Linked DNA regions of Rattus norvegicus: region 2 is linked to region 1. Evidence: chromatin contacts called from public Hi-C data. All regions are on one chromosome and are shown on one strand. The core of a region is the stretch at or near the end of the contact, and the rest is flanking DNA. Distances in the headings are between cores, read along the strand shown. Region 1 holds the start of Tpcn2 (two pore segment channel 2). Region 2 has its middle 24 kb from the start of Mrgprd.

The links. Hi-C and Micro-C count contacts between places; a contact is called where the count stands out from the background.
Region 2: a contact with region 1 is called in a Hi-C map of liver, with 2.3 times the contacts expected there. The contact joins the enhancer-like site here to the promoter of Tpcn2 in region 1. A contact is called at or near these places in 4 of 12 Hi-C or Micro-C datasets (the A7r5 cell line, kidney and liver).

What each region holds. Positions count from the first base shown.
Region 1 is chr1:209,873,561-209,876,962 of GRCr8, forward strand. Tpcn2 (two pore segment channel 2) reads right to left here and starts at 1,897. Exons shown (of 25, transcript NM_001399445.1): 1 at 1,821-1,897. The coding sequence starts at 1,881.
Region 2 is chr1:209,930,811-209,934,212 of GRCr8, forward strand. No RefSeq gene overlaps it. Among named protein-coding and RNA genes, the nearest start is that of Mrgprd, 24 kb to the left of the region's middle. Within about 2 kb of position 1,736, at least 8 of the 93 cell types and tissues checked have an H3K27ac peak or open chromatin away from gene starts, as enhancers often do. A contact at or near this core is called in liver, where this site is marked.

The DNA.
Region 1 (3,402 bases), core at 647-3,146:
CTGACAGCCAGGTCTAGGCCTGCTCTCTCACTCTACGCAGTCATTCAAGATCCCTATCCCACTTGCTGTGTGACCTTGACAAGCCCCTCACCTTTCTGCACAGGTTCCTCCCCGACCTTTCCCAGCAGAACCCACGGATAAAGGTCCTCTGCTTTGTAGTTAGTCCGCAAAGCCCATAAGTACCGTCATCTTGTTTTAAGCAGTCAGGAATAAGCTAAGAACCACTCTATGAAGCCTTTGACAGAGGCCAGTCAGGTGAGCCTGGTTTAGCAGGACACAACTACAGCGACCTCTGGGATCCCTGGAGAGGCCTTCAGCAACAGCTACCCACTCTGAGAGTTTATCACAGAGCAGCCAAACTCAGAGCCTAGAGACTCTCTCACCCACGGGATGCTGGCCCGGAGACTGAAAGCTCCACTCTCGTAGACAGCACAGCCCAGGAGATGCAAATACAGAGAGCGTTGTCTGGGTTCTCAACAGCCCGACCCAAACCAGTGTGTGGACAAAGAGCCTCCAGAGTTTCTCAGGCGACACTGCCCAGCCTTCCCACGGAGTCTCTCATGTGACAATGCCCAGCATTGAGTCTCGCCTCAACAGAGAGACTAACCCTGTCAGTTCTCCATTCTGCAGGGGCAAGATGTACAATCATCATGGCACCGCTGTCCTGGACATCTGTCAAGACCCACACACCAGACTCCACAGAATCTCTCTTAGGATCTTCAAAATGTGTCCCCTACCCCACCAGTGTGTCACTACCCCCTTTTATTGAGACTCGAACTAAGTAATCTGCCAAAGACCCACATCCAGCAACTGGCAGCTCCAGAAAGGTCCCCAGATGTCATCACGCAAAGCATGTGTCCCCTGAACCATATGCCCTGTTCCTGTTAAGGGGTCTCAACACAGAGAGGGAAGGGGATAGATGAGTGGTCACCTCAGTGTCTAGCTTCCTGTCTCCCATTACCAATCCTGTGACCTCACTATTCAATGAAAAGGCACGTACTATGGGTAGACAGGTGCGTGCCCCACCTGCTATGGTTGGTACTATGTGCCAACCCAGTCTGCTCCCAAATAGGAGAGGAAAGGAAGTCCAAAAGGGGAAGTTTAAATAACCAGACCAGAACACACAGGGCAGTGACCACACCAGAAGTCAGGGTTGTGACCTTAAATAGGTCATAGGTGAGGAGGGCGTGCTTGCTTGCGTTCTCTCTCTCTCTCTCTCTCTCTCTCTCTCTCTCTCTCTCTCTCTCTCCCTCTCTCTCTCTCTCTCTCTCTCTCTCCCCTCTTCCTTCTCAGTCTCTGTGTGTGTGTCTCTCTGTCTGTCTGTCTCTCTCTGTCTCTTTCTCTGTTCTCTGTCTCTCTCTGTTCTCTCTACCTATCTCTGTGTCTCTGTGTGTGTGTCTCTCTCTGCCTCGGTTTCTTCATGAAGATGCCTGGGAAGCTGACTCCACTCTCTCTGGTCAGCAATGTCCCTGACCAAGGAAAGGAAAAGGAAAGAAAACCCTGAGACACTAAACGGAACAGGGAAGGAAGCCACCCTGGCCTCAAGACACCAGCTTCAGCCCCTAGCAGCCAAAGCTAGGGTGTTCCAGAGGGTGTTCGGCCACTTACTGCCTGGGGACCATGGGCTGGAGAACGCTTCTCTCTCTAAGCCTCAGTTTCCCCATGAGGAAGAATCTAGAGTGGTGGTGCTGTAACCCCAACACTTGGGAGGCGAAATCAAAAGGATCTGGAGTTCAAGGCCAGCCTGGCTACTTGAGACCCTGTTTCAAAAAGTAAGAAGAAAAAAAGAAAAGTAAAAGTGAAAGTGCCACCTCACTCACCAGAGTGGGCCTGGCCACCACCTCGGTCCCGGCCCAGAAGGGGCTGCGCTTCTGCCGCCATACCACCTCTATCACCGGCCAGACCGGTCCCCGCAGCGAGAGCCCGGCGTTCCGGAGGAGGAGCGACCTCTCTGTGATGACTCCCAGCGACACCCAATGAGAACGGAGAGCTAGTGCTGGAAGGCGGAAGCAACAAGCCCCTCCTCCAATGGGTGGAGCTCCGCTTCTTTGCAGAGGGGAGGGGCAGAAGAGTGAGAAGCTAGGCTCTCAAGGAAGTTTTTTTAAACAATGCAAATTACTACTATTCCCCCCCCCACCCCCAGCCCTAGGAATGTCAGGAGACTTTTCTAGAGAGTGCTGAGAGTGAGTAAGTGAGTGAGTGGGTGAGTGAGTGGGTGAGTGAGTGACTGACTGACTGTGACTGACTGACTGTGACTGACTGACTGTGACTGACTGACTGACTGACTGACTGACTGACTCTGACTGACTGACTGACTGACTGACTGACTGTGACTGAGTTTGCTTGCTTGCTTGCTTTAATTTTGAGTGCCTTATAACAAGCCAAGCAAGCTCTCAACCCCCAGCTACACCCAAAGCCCAGAAGTGTTTAAGCAAGCATTTTGTGTGACTCAAAGCCCAGAAGTGTTTGAGCAAGCATTTTGTGTGTCTCTGACACATATGAGTACTGTGTACAAGAGAATGACCACAAAGGTCATCCCCCACAAAAACAAATCTTAAATTTCTCCTCTGAAAATAGGCTAAAGCTTGAAACTGAGCATGTTGCTGCGCAGACATGGAATCCCAATACTACAGGCAGAAGGGACAGGATTGATACCAATCTGGGAACAGCCTGCTACTAGTTAATTCCAGCAGAGAGAGAGAGAGAGAGAGAGAGAGAGAGAGAGAGAGAGAGAGAGAGAGAGAAGCTGAGACAGAGACAGCTGTTATCTGTTGCCTGTCAGTCTGGGAGGTCAGAAGTCCAAAGATAGGGGTATTTTTTGAGGCCTGAGAGACTGAAATCAAAGTATGGCCACTCTACTGGGATCTTTTTAAATTTTTTCTTTTATTATTGTTGTTGTTGTGTGTGTGTATATATATGTTAATGTGCATGTCCATGACTGTGTGTATATGTATATGTGTGTATATGACTGTGTAGTGTAGGCATGTTCAGACATACCACATAGCTAGCACATGGGAAGGTCAGAGGACAACTTTCAGGAGGCTGTCTTCAGCCTCACTATGGGATATTCTTCAGAGACTGAGAAAAAAAACCCACCTTGGGCACATCCAAGAAACAAGCTGAGTTAATTTCCTTGAAGCTTGGACTGAAAGCCATGCTTACACACTTGCTGGATGTATTCCTGGGGTTCTTGGGATGGCTCCTGGGGTCACTATATCCCTCCCACACGCACCCTCTTCACAGCTGCAAGCACGGATTGAATCCCCAGGTTCCAAATGTGCCACCTCCACATTCGGCCCAAGACCTACTCCTCTCTGACTCTGCTTTGCCCATCCCCACAGGTTTGTTCCCTGGGGAGGGCAGTTAATGCACGTACATCAGCGGTGGTGGCTCAGGGCCTTT
Region 2 (3,402 bases), core at 486-2,985, 57 kb after region 1:
TGAAGTTTCTAGATACATCTGTAGTCCTCAAATCCTGGGATGGAAGCCCACTCAGACTTCATCTGAGACAGTTCCCTGTATTCTTTTCCCTTTGAGATACCTAAGTTGTGCTGTGTAATATCTTCTGTCAAGTGTAACACCCTGGCTGAACTTCTGGGATCAAGAAGGTGTATTGAAGTCAATTTCCTCTGGGAGTGGTAGGCACAGCTAATAAATCCGTGAACAAACATGTCACTCAACGCCCTGCTGCTGGCACATGACTGGGGCTGCCTGTGCCAACCCACCCTCCTGCCACAGCTACAAGGTGGCCCTTAGAATAGATGGGAAGGCTTCAGGTGGTACCCATGGGACTACTGCTGGGGCTGCTGCACCCCTGCTTTCTTAAGTCTTAAGTGATGCCCCATCAAAGCCATTGTCCCCACTCCTTGACTCCCACCCTTGGCCAAAGCTTAGATTGTAACATCCGCTCCCTCTGAAATTGGCTACTGGTGAGGAATTCAGAACTTCCTGTCTCCCCACTTTTATCAGGGTTGCTGTTTTTCCCCCTCATCCTCACCTCCTTTCTTGCTGACCACCACACAACACTGTGCTGTGACCCAAAGCCATCAGATGAGGTTGGAAGAACCTGGCTTTCCTCCCTTAGCTCCAGGACACACTCGTTCACTTGCCACCAGCCTTGGAAGGGAGTGCCAGGTCCTCTGCCCTGTTGCCATCGGCCTGTGAGCTTTGGGCTCAGGTCTCAAGGTGAACAGAGCAGTCACAGGTAACTCAGACCGGCCAGGGCTCAGGACCCCTGGTTGCTGTACCTAGAGGAAGGCCATGTGGAGAGTCCTGAGTGCACAAGGATCTGAGTTGGTTCCTTTTCCCATGATCCCTTTGGCTTTACACATTGAAGCTTGGTTTGGACAAGGGCTCTCATGTGAGCCTGGCCACCCATCAGGTCTGGTGTGGAGCCTGACAATTGGAACATAAGGTACTGACTCTGTGGAGTCAGGTTTCAGTGTTGCTCCTCAGACCCTCAGTGGGAGCTCTGTGTCACTCTATGTTTGTGTCACCTGGCCTACTGGCTCATTGCCATGTTCCCCACTCTGTTCACAAGCACTAAATGTTGAAATGTGGATGCATACCGAAATAAAGGTAATTTGATGTGTTGAAAAATAAAATAAGGAACAAGATTGATGTGTAATACAACCTGGGCAAACCTCGGACACAGGGTGCCAAGTAAAATAGCTGAAGGCAAGAACTGTGTACTGAAATGAAGTTTCCAAAATAGGTCAATTGTCAAGTGCAGAAAGTGGATCCATGGTTCCTGAGACTGTGGGAAGATATGGGGATTAGCCACAAGCCACACAGAAGACCTGGGGTGGGGACCAGGACTGTAGGATTCTGCACTGTCAGAGGGTAAACTGTGATGAGGGCACTGCCCTTGGTGAAGCTTGACTGGTACTCCTGGCAGCAGAGGGCAGGCAGAGCCCTGAGCTGGGGCTCTAGTGGGGAAGGGCAAAGGCAGCCATCTCAACAGAGAAAAGCAGGGAGGGTGTAGTAGCCAGTCTTGTCTGCTGTCCCACACTAGGTAGCATTGGGTCTGGTGCACACTTGGATGAGGACTTGGTGATGGAGAACTTCAGTACGTCCAGATCCTGTCCTGGGAAATGACCACATCTCTGCCCGCCCATTAGAGGTCCACTGGCCGTTCCACACTGCCTTCCCTCCGAGAAGTTTCCAGACCAAATAAGGCCGCAGCTCTTGCCAAACTCCTGGCACAGAGTGAAATTCCCTCTAAGTGCCAAGCTTGTCACTTTGGCCTGGAACCTCCTGAAGCAGCTGGGTACCCAGCAGCCCACTGAGGCCACCCCTCTGGGTGATCCTACAGAAGCATACTGGTGATCCCCGACCAGCCGGAGAAGCACTGTCTTGGAACTGTGGCCACTTCAGTCCCCTACACAGGCTTTGACAGAGAACAGTGGTAATGCCAGTCAGAGACTGGTTAAACTGTCACCAGCATCTGGCACTAGACTTTCTCTAACTTTCACAACTACCCAGTGAAGTGGGTCTTGTAAAGCCCCATTTTAGGAATGAGGAAAATGAGGTCCAAGTCCAGGCAAACCTGGGGCTGTAGTATGAAGTGTAAAGGGACTCAATACCAAGGAGGCAGGGCCAGGGCCACCGGGGCCTCCCCAAGAGACCCCTTACCCTTAACCAACCCATGTGGGCCCCTCCCTCCTGGGAGGCTGTGTCCCAGTGACCCAGAGCTCACAGGGCCGGCAGGGGAGACATCTGGCTGCCTTTTCCAGTTCCTGGGCTGACCTGCCCAGTCAGGCCATAAAACATTTTTCAAGCAATTGGCCATTTTCCTAATGAGAGCTCTCTGGGATGACAGACAGACTTTGAAGCCAGCATTTTAATGAAGCAACAGTCAGGGTAGTGATCATCCAAGACAGGGCTTGTGGGATGTAGAGACACGGTACAGGCAATGGCATGAAGACCTATGTGCAGGGGCCCAAACCACACATGTTCTCTTCCAAGAACGGTGTGGTCATTCTTCCTCCCTGCTTGGTAACTTAACAGTCTCTGAACAGTCTCGATGAGGGGGGGGGAGCATGCATGCATGCATGTATGTGTGTGTATGTGTGTATATGCATGTGTATATGTGTGTTGTATATTTGTGTGTGCATATGTGTGTTTGTGTGTGTGTGTGCATATGTATATGTGTGTGTGTGTGTGTGTGTGTGTGTGTGTGTGTGTGTGTACCTGGAGAAGCCACACACTAGTGTGATGGTATGGACATTATCAGTACTCCACATCCTCTCAAGCCCTAGCCTGTGCAAGCCTAGCTCCTCCTGGAGGGCCACACCTGGGAGCAGCTCCCAGTGGCAATTTGAGACCTAGTCTTTCCCAGTGGACAGAGACCTGGGTTCAGTATAATCTCCATGCCCAAATGCACAGATCCTGTGCAACAACAGATGTGCTGGACTAGGGAAACAGCTCCGTGGGCAAACCGCTTGCTGTTCAAGCATGAGAACCCAAGTTTAGATCCTTAGAATCCGTGTGAAAGCCAGATGTAGCAGGGAAAGGTGCCTGCCACCAAGTCTGAGGGCCTGAGTGATCCTGGGAAACACGTTATAGAGGAGAGGCTGACTGCTGCTTGGCGTCTTTACTCCCACACATGTGCTGACCTCTGCAAGTATGCCCTCCCCCCAAACAAAAACATGTTTTAATAAGATATACAGCTGCAGGGCAACTGGATCAGCAAAGAGTCTTTGGCAGCAAGTGACAGAAACCCAACGTGGACTTTGTCCAGCCAAAAAAAGGACTTAATTTTAAAGAGTGCTGGGAAGGAAGGGTTGGAGGTGAATGATGGCTGAACCCAGAGACTCCGGGATGCTATAACCAGGCCACCCG